Regions from separate parts of the Gasterosteus aculeatus genome. Here region 1 is linked to region 2. The links are chromatin contacts, called in public Hi-C maps. All regions are on one chromosome and are shown on one strand. Each heading gives the region's core, a stretch centred on a gene start, on an enhancer-like site or on the middle of the called end of the contact. The rest is flanking DNA. Distances are from core to core; before and after follow the strand shown.

Region 1 (4,049 bases), core at 9-2,508, 43 kb before region 2:
ATCAATCTGTAATCATCTTAAACACTCATGCATTTCCAACACTATAAAACACCGTGCTCTTTAAATGTGAGCGGAACATCTTTTGACGGAAATGAACTCGATGTGAACGTCAACGATGGACTTATTTTGTCCGTGTGGAATAGCCGCTTTATAGCGAACGATCTGATTCAAAAAGGGGTTATCTGACAGTGACTGAATAAATGGAACTGGGTTGGAAAGTAAAATAAGTGACTGACTCTGTGGGAGAATGAATCTGTGTAATGACACACATGTTTCCACTAGATGGCCCTTGAACCCAGCTGTGATGCCTCTTTTGGGACTCATGTTTCATTAGCACTTGATGTAATTGCTGCTTCAGAAAAGGAGAAAAACATAAACATGTAACTTTTCCATTACATGATCGCAAGTCCGTATTTTAACCTGAAAATAGTCCAATTTTAAATACCTGTGAATTGATGCAAACTTTAAAAACCTAATGAGTCATATGGGCTTATTTCTATTCATGAATTCTGAGCACAGTGTTATCTTTTTTGTTTTTCATCCTGTGTCATGCAAGACAGCACTGGAAACTACAGAATAAGTCAAAAATAGCCATGTTACTTGAATAACAACAACAACAGCGTCACGCACAGTACAACATGTTCTACACATTTGGGGAAGTGGTTTTCTCACCACACGCAATGCTGATATGGAAAGTGTTCCATTTAGCAACTCACGAGGCAAATAACTGCAGTTTCCTGCCCAAATGAACAACAGGCGCACGGATTCAACGACACCGAAGCCGAGAAAAGTCTCTCTTTGCAGGACGGGAGACGTCGGTCACTAACTCATGTTGGACATAAATTGTCCTCCCCGCAATGACTGATTTCTCTCCCAAGGCCTCTCGTAAACATCTCAGGGCTTTCTTTTTTTTTTTTTTTCAGCCTGTGGGCTCTCACTCACAACATTACAAGGTTTCTTTTGTTTCCTGCGGTGCCCTGAGATCCATCCACACGGGCCCACATGGGGATACTGGGTGTCAGAGGACCACTCGGCCCTGACGTGGCTTCAAGGCAGAAGCTGAGCCGTATCGGTGGAGTTGGTACCGTTTTTCTTGTTGATTTATGGTCCGGAGACGATGATAAAATAACGCGGAGGGGCCTAAAGGAAACGGCAGACAGCTCTGTGACCGAGAGGGAGGCTACTTAGGAGAGGGGGGGGTGCTTTGTCCAAAGCCAAAGAGCCATGGACCGGAGGGCAGGGCGTGAATGGGAGTGTGTGTGTGTGCAGGTGATGTGTGTGGGCTGTCCGGCCTTCATCCCCGCTGGGGTCAGTTTACCTCTCTGTCCCCACACACTGACCCTTTTAATACGGGATACACCTCCTCTCCTTTCACCCTGGCTTTTATGGCCCCATGTAAATCTCTCTCCGGTAACACAAGCTTGTCAGTCCTCCTCTGGCTTTCTTTTCAACACATTTATCCTCACGGAGAATTCAAAGAAGCACTGCTGCAGGGGAGGTGGCATGTGGGCCCACTCGCCTTGAAATAGATTGAAAAAAAAAAAAAGGCCGAGGGATGATCAAAAAGGAGAAAGTCCGCGGCGAAACCTTAGACATGGGAGCGGCTGGACACTCGAGTGGGCAAGAAAGCCCCACTCAGATGAAAGGCAGTCGTCCATCAATAAGTCATTAAAGCAGACATGTGGACCCAGAAACAAGACTGCCGACAATCAGGAGTGTCTCCGCTCCGAGTGTGAGCTCGAAATGAAGGCAGAGCGCCAGGTGAGGCTAATGCCCTTAAATTAATAAGAGATGATAAAAAGAACGGAGTCATTTCAAGGGATGAGCACCATCTGCTGGATTTAGTTTTTTCACAGCGACCGGGATGAATAAACCTACGAGCCGCGGGGCTTTCTCTTGGTAATCCGGCTCCATTGCAGGAAAGGTCAGTGTGAAGAGGTCACTAACCGCCCAGACACGGACTCCCTGCAACAACGTTGTGCTGTGCAATAAAAACAACCCAGAGCGGTCTGTCCACTTTCAGGGCCGTTTGTGCTCTATTTATAGAAATGGAGAAATACGCAGATGGAGAAGTAAACCTGAAAAACACTTGACTCGTGACAGCGTTCCCCAGCTGGCTGCTCGGTTTGTTTGTGTGCAGTAACAGAGCACGCGCATCCTTTAAAAGGTGTATAACAGAATCACTGCTGGTTCAAACAAGCGTCTCTGGCCCTGATCTGTCTTAGTTAACCCTGTAAGAGAGAGAATAGCCTGACAGGGGTCACGCCTGCACTTTGTCATGTTACAAATGTCTCCTTTTTAGAAGCCATGAAGCCTCAGGAGCCTGTAACAAAATGCAGATTTAGCCACTTTGGCGAGTTGTGAAAGCACAATGTTTTAATGGGTTTTTTTTTTTTATAGGTTTTATTCCCTAAAAATCTGTGCGCCCGAAGGGTTAAACCACAGCGGAAGGCGCAGCTGCCACACACACACACACACACACACACACACACACACACACTCATTTCTCCTGATGCTCCTCATCTGATATGATTGCAAATTTTCCAACTCTTTTCAATAACAACGCGCGATGTCAATCTCGGGACGCCTTAATAATTTAGCGCCGTCGTAGCTGAGGGTTGTTCATATCACCTTTTCAAATTGCTTTGTATTTCCTCAGTGTTACTGCCTTGAGGTGTTATGAATGACTCCAAAATGACAGAGAAATAACGGCACTCAATGGGGCCGTGGGCGTAATCCTAATCATCGCATTGACTTCAACTGTGAGCCGAGTAACGATTCGGAATGGCTTTTGTTGCACTAATTGTGCCTTAAGACTTATGACCAAACAAAGTCATTGCACAAATGTCCCCCCCCCTTTCAGCAATTAGTTTTGTGTCACTTTAACTACTTACTATCAGGTCTTTCAGGGCTCCGTGCTTGTTAGGGCTTTAATGACTTGAAATTCCCTGAACAAACACCGGAGTCGGAGAAGAGGTCACGCAGCTCTCCTTTCACTCTTTCACCTTTTGGGGTCAGTTTAGTTTGTTTGTTTGAAGGGTTCTTACCAATTTGACACAGAGACACTGCTCCAATTCCGGGCCTCAATTAACCCACGGGTCCCAGAATGTCGCACTTCTGCTTCCAATTCTTTCAAAGTCTGTTATGTCCAATACATTTATTGAGCGAAGTGGAGCGATGAGATTTAGTTTGATCTGTGGTTCGGTAATTGGTAATCACGATGCATTGTTTGATGGATGACCAGACGAGGCTTAAATGCAGAAATGTGTTTCAATTTGAATGGCCGGGTCACCAACCTTTGCCCTGGGCTTTATGGTAAACAAAATGGGCCATTTGTTTTCGGTATTCATTGGGCTTAAGACTCTATAATGAGGCATGCAACACAAAAAACAGCCACTCCAAGAAAGGGTGAAATGATCGGTTCATTGTCGGAACTAAAATGTGGAAACTCATTTGGCTTTTTGTTTCCCTCTTGCAGCCATTTTGGGAGGGTAAGCTGCTGTTTTTTGAAAATGTTCTGTGGTTTGTTTGTTTGTGTTGTATCTAATAGTTGCGAGATATGAAACCTTGACAAACTGGCACATTCTGTTCTGCAGTTTTTGATCCAAAATAAATAACATTCCTTAAATACAGGGGGGGGGGGGGGGGGAAACTAAGCATCAGCTTTGTTTGCAGAGGGTGGCGTCTAAGTGGAAACGTCAGTTTTTTCTTCAGGTAGTAATTCTAATGACGGTCGGGGACGAAAAACCAACAACCACGGGGACACGGTTCTTTCATCTACTCGCCGGCGCGGACGCGGCTGAGTGTGTTTGGTGATGCATCATGACTGACTGGCAGTAGGACATCGCTGGTCCTTTCCTGCCTAGTGAGCAGCTAATGGTGCGGAGAGCAGATCCCGGCGGGGGAGACAAACACTGTGGCTCTGCTATGATGCCAGATGTGCTGTCAACTCCGTATTGTCTGCAGTAACAAAGCACACACACCGGGCCCGGCGCCTCGTCGGGCATTCACATTCAGATTGACGTGCTCCGCCATTAACGTTTCTGCCG
Region 2 (4,201 bases), core at 1,362-3,861:
GCCTTTGTTTCGTAATAGCTGTAAAAGATATAAATATTGATTAGAGCAAAACCCAGGGGTAACACAGGGTGTAAATGCATCATCAATGTGGGGTATTGCCAGAGTTTGAGCCAAAAAACTGACCTTGAAATCGTCCCGGACATGTAAGACAAGGCGAGCGTCTGCAAGATGGAACAAAAAAAGTGACTGGGTTGGAGCCTTTGTTTTTTCTTCTTCTTACTGGCTCTTTGTTTTGCTTTTATTATTCCAGTCGCTCCTCACAGATCTCCTTGGTTTGGCTATAAAGGCTCTGGTGGATCACACCCAATGTTGCCTTCCGAACAAACATCCATGACAAAGAATACTTACAAATATTCCCAGCAGCAGAAGATTCCATGGGAAGCGCCTCCTGGACACAAGACGTGAGGAATATTTAATAAGTTCACACACTCAAGTATGATTATTGTTTACGAATATTAATATAATTTTGTTACTAACTTGGAAATAGTTTTTCATATGACAATCTTACCTCGGCCCTTTGCAGCAGACGAGAATGCAGTAAACTATAAAATAAACCACACTATGGAAAGATAAATCACTATGATTGTTGCTTTATATAACAGTGTGTCATGGAACAAATAAAAAAAAGCAGAGAGAATATTGTTGGATCTGGGGAGATGAAAGTATGTTATTGCTTTGTTCCTGGAGTGCAACTCACAAAGATGCCCAGTAGATGCCGGGGTATCTGATGACAAATAGCCTCACTGGGTCACTATGGATGCAAAGACATGAGGTAAACGGTTGCAAGTAAACGGTTCTTCACCCTTCACCAGATGCATTAAACTCTGGAATATTAGACCGTGATAAAGAAGGGACACTCACACGAATGTAAAGACGCCGACAACCGAAAAGGTGACTGCAAGCTGTGCTGTTAAAATGAAGTAAACCTGCGCCGCAAACACAAAACCCAAGTTCTATTGAGCGCACAAGGAAACCTTTCAGTGGTTACAGAAAGACACAAAGCAAAAAAAGCTTTTGTGTTACACGGCCAGTGATTTCAATCGATACCTTTCTGATGAAGGCATGGCGAATGGATGTGCTCTCCCACCGAGTGCTCAGAAAATCCTCCATGTCTCCTGCGGGATCGGGAAGAACAAAGTGGCAAATTCAACGTAAAGCAAGACGTGGAAGAACCGTAAGTCCCGTATCATCTCCCCAGGACCTTGGTTGGATGGAGGCACTCCGGCAGACAGAGTGGGTATTGTGGAAGGCATCCCGGGCGGAGGGAGGCCCGGGGATGCCCACATCGGGTAGACGCCCTCCTGACCCCAGTAGCCGGGCGGGCCGGGGGACGGGCCCGGACCGGGGCTGTAGGACGGAGGTGGTGGAAGAGGGGAGCCACGCTGTGGCTGGTCGGGGTAGTTGCCGTAGTTGGGATGGTGAAGCGCATCCTCGTACGACGGAGGGTTATCGGTTTTAGACGTCATGATCTTTACGTAGAGAGAGAGAGAGAGAAGAAGCGAGCAGGCGTGATACATTTTTGACAGGTGAATTTATATATCTCACAATGCACACGTTATTTGTACTTGCCCAATCAATTATTATGCACTTCCATTTTTTGTGGTCACGATTGTAAAAAAGGAAATCTGCTTATTGTAACATTATTATATGCAAAAAGCTACATCACAATTAATCCATCTTCGTAATAAAAAAAAGAAAATCATGTAATTATCTGCTGGAAAAAGATACGTCTGTACACAAATAGATACATATCAAATAACTTAGTAACTTAGTCAAAATTGTATAGGAACAGACACAAATTATAAGATTAACCAACAAATAGGAATGAAGAAAAACATGTAACTCACCTGGCGGTTTCTAGCCGTGAATGGGATCACTGTCCCGGTCTGTCCTTTCTCCCTTTGGAGATTTGCAGGCTAACACCACAGGTGGATGCCATCATTGTAACAGGATATGAACGCAGAAACTCACACTGCTACTGATGTGTATCACAAGAGCACGGTGACTCCGGTTGCTCAAGCTGCTGTTCAGGGAAAAAAACAGGAGAAATACAGCTGAATGAACAAACCTCACAGGATGTTGTGGCCTACATAAAATAAGACTATACATGGGGTATTTATGTAGTTACACTACTCCCAACATTTAGTTTTATTTTTTTTAACATTTAATTTTTTTGAAAGCGTAGTCCAGACGATATGATTTTCTACAATGAGCTATAATATATTATTTCCTCTCTAAGTAAACTTAAATGTATCTCAGAATATTAGGCTTTGCTAAATTATTAAAGGTTTCCCAAAACAACAATTCTGATGGATGCCATATAAATAATTCAAATGACTTAGTATGACTTAAATAAATTGAGTAGTTAATGCTGTGCTAAAGCCTTTGAGTAGGCCTATGAAATTATGTTGCTCCAATGGAATTCATTTGAGGTATTTTATCACTCTTTAAGCACTCTATTGGAGTACAATGAAACGTGAAAGAGATTTCCTATTATATTTTTTCACAATTACCGCTATTTTTATGTCGTACTTTTTTGTTGATGTTGCATCTCCTCTCCACAGATATTATAATATCAATGCTCCTCACTTCCGGGGTTGGCGTGCGCGTCGCGCTGCGTCATTACGTCACGCTCAGACGCTATGGCGCTTCCTGATTGGATTGTAACGCTGGTGGCCACCGCATCCTTTTGCTTTTTCTTGTATTTATGTATTCTCCACAGACGCAGAGGACAAGCACTGTGGAGAAAGCTGTTGAGCAAACTAATGGCCCGCTCAGAGAAGCCGCTGTTCCGAATTGCGTGAGTATGACCGGACGGTCCTTGTTGAAACAACGTTTTGTTTTTCATACACCGCGATGATTCTCGTAAGCACAGCTGCGCACAATCAAGCCAGTATTATGGAGAGAGGCCGACCGAAAATGCATTCACACGTGAACCAAGTATAAGTTGCGTTGACAAACGACAATATAGCCACCGTTTTATTCGCCGTTACAGGAAACGACGTGTTTTATAATCCTAACAACCTACGAATTGTCAGCTACTTATAGCTTAAGATAAAAATGTCGCTGTTGTGTTTGTGATTTTATTTGATCGGCTATGATCACGTCACGTGACACAGAGGAGCCCGAAACTACACAACAAGTGAGACGTCTGTGACGCTTCTGTTTGCTATGACGTCACGATGTCACTAAACAGACGCTGACACGACGAGGTTGAAAGTATCACCGTGTGTCTCTTTTTTTTGTCTTTGTACCTGTCCCCCAGGTACGCGCTGTACACCAAGACTGCACTGGGCTACATGTACTACAAGAGACAAATGAGGAAAGCCCGAGAACAGTTCCCTGCTGGACACTCGGCGGCTCGGCCCACGGAGATGGACGGTGTGCAGCAGCCTGGAGTTCACTGTTTAACACGCCTGCAGCGTGCCGCTCATGTGTTTTTTGAGACACGAGATGCTGAAAAGAAATGGGCCCTGCTTGGATGGGTCCAATATGGCCCCTTGTGTTTTACAGGATATTGAAGGAATACGTCAATGTAATGCCTTCATTCTGTTCCTCCTTTTGTCTGCCTTCCAGGTATCAAAATAATTCCAATCCCGGTCTTGTCCGACAACTACAGCTACCTTGTAATCGACACGGCCTCTGGTGTCGCGGCCGTTGTCGACCCTGCGGATCCTCAAACAGTCCAGGTGAGAACGGCTGAATTAACGCTCTGACGGTGGGCACCTTACGCCTGGATCACGGTTACCATGCAGATTATGAGCAATAACTGCAGCTGTCTTTGTTTTGGAGGCAATAGCTTGACTTGTTGAGCGACACAATGCCACGGTGATTTTATTGCCACGCCATCTTGGCTGAAATGAAGGGCTGTGAAGTAGGATTTTTGTAGGTGAATTGAACCTCAAAAGAGACCAAATATATACTGAAATTCTTATGTGGGTCACAATGTAAGATTAGTTCTAGCATGGTACCATGGATGCTTTAACAATTTGAATACATTTTACAAAAAGTGATTGAAAAGGACTCGTAACACACTGAAAGCAGATGGATATAATGGGACCAGGAAATCTGGTGCGACCGTAATTGTAGACGACGAACCATATTTATCTGTGACAATGATCCCTTTCTTTTGTTTAGTCTGATTCAAAAAGAAGAGGTGAAGGTTGTGGAGAATGTTAATGTTAAAGCCACAGTGTATAAA

The links. Hi-C and Micro-C count contacts between places; a contact is called where the count stands out from the background.
Region 1: a Hi-C map of skeletal muscle shows a contact between it and region 2, with 2.1 times the contacts expected there. The contact joins the enhancer-like site here to the promoter of pnkd in region 2. A contact is called at or near these places in 5 of 6 Hi-C or Micro-C datasets (blood and trunk muscle, liver, skeletal muscle and 1 more).

Annotation. Positions count from the first base shown.
Region 1 is chr16:14,720,065-14,724,113 of fGasAcu3.hap1.1, reverse strand. No RefSeq gene overlaps it. Among protein-coding and RNA genes, the nearest start is that of cxcr4b, 13 kb to the right of the region's middle. Within about 2 kb of position 1,258, at least 5 of the 9 cell types and tissues checked have open chromatin away from gene starts, as enhancers often do. A contact at or near this core is called in liver, where this site is marked.
Region 2 is chr16:14,678,442-14,682,642 of fGasAcu3.hap1.1, reverse strand. It overlaps pnkd (PNKD metallo-beta-lactamase domain containing), which reads left to right and starts at 2,611. Exons shown (of 9, transcript XM_040201145.2): 1 at 2,611-2,800; 2 at 3,266-3,381; 3 at 3,577-3,689. The coding sequence starts at 2,643. It overlaps LOC120833738 (protein lifeguard 3), which reads right to left and starts at 2,629. Exons shown (of 13, transcript XM_040201146.2): 1 at 2,533-2,629; 2 at 1,848-2,023; 3 at 1,202-1,469; 4 at 1,048-1,115; 5 at 862-926; 6 at 698-751; 7 at 509-559; 8 at 349-388; 9 at 124-161; 10 at 1-18. The coding sequence starts at 1,466.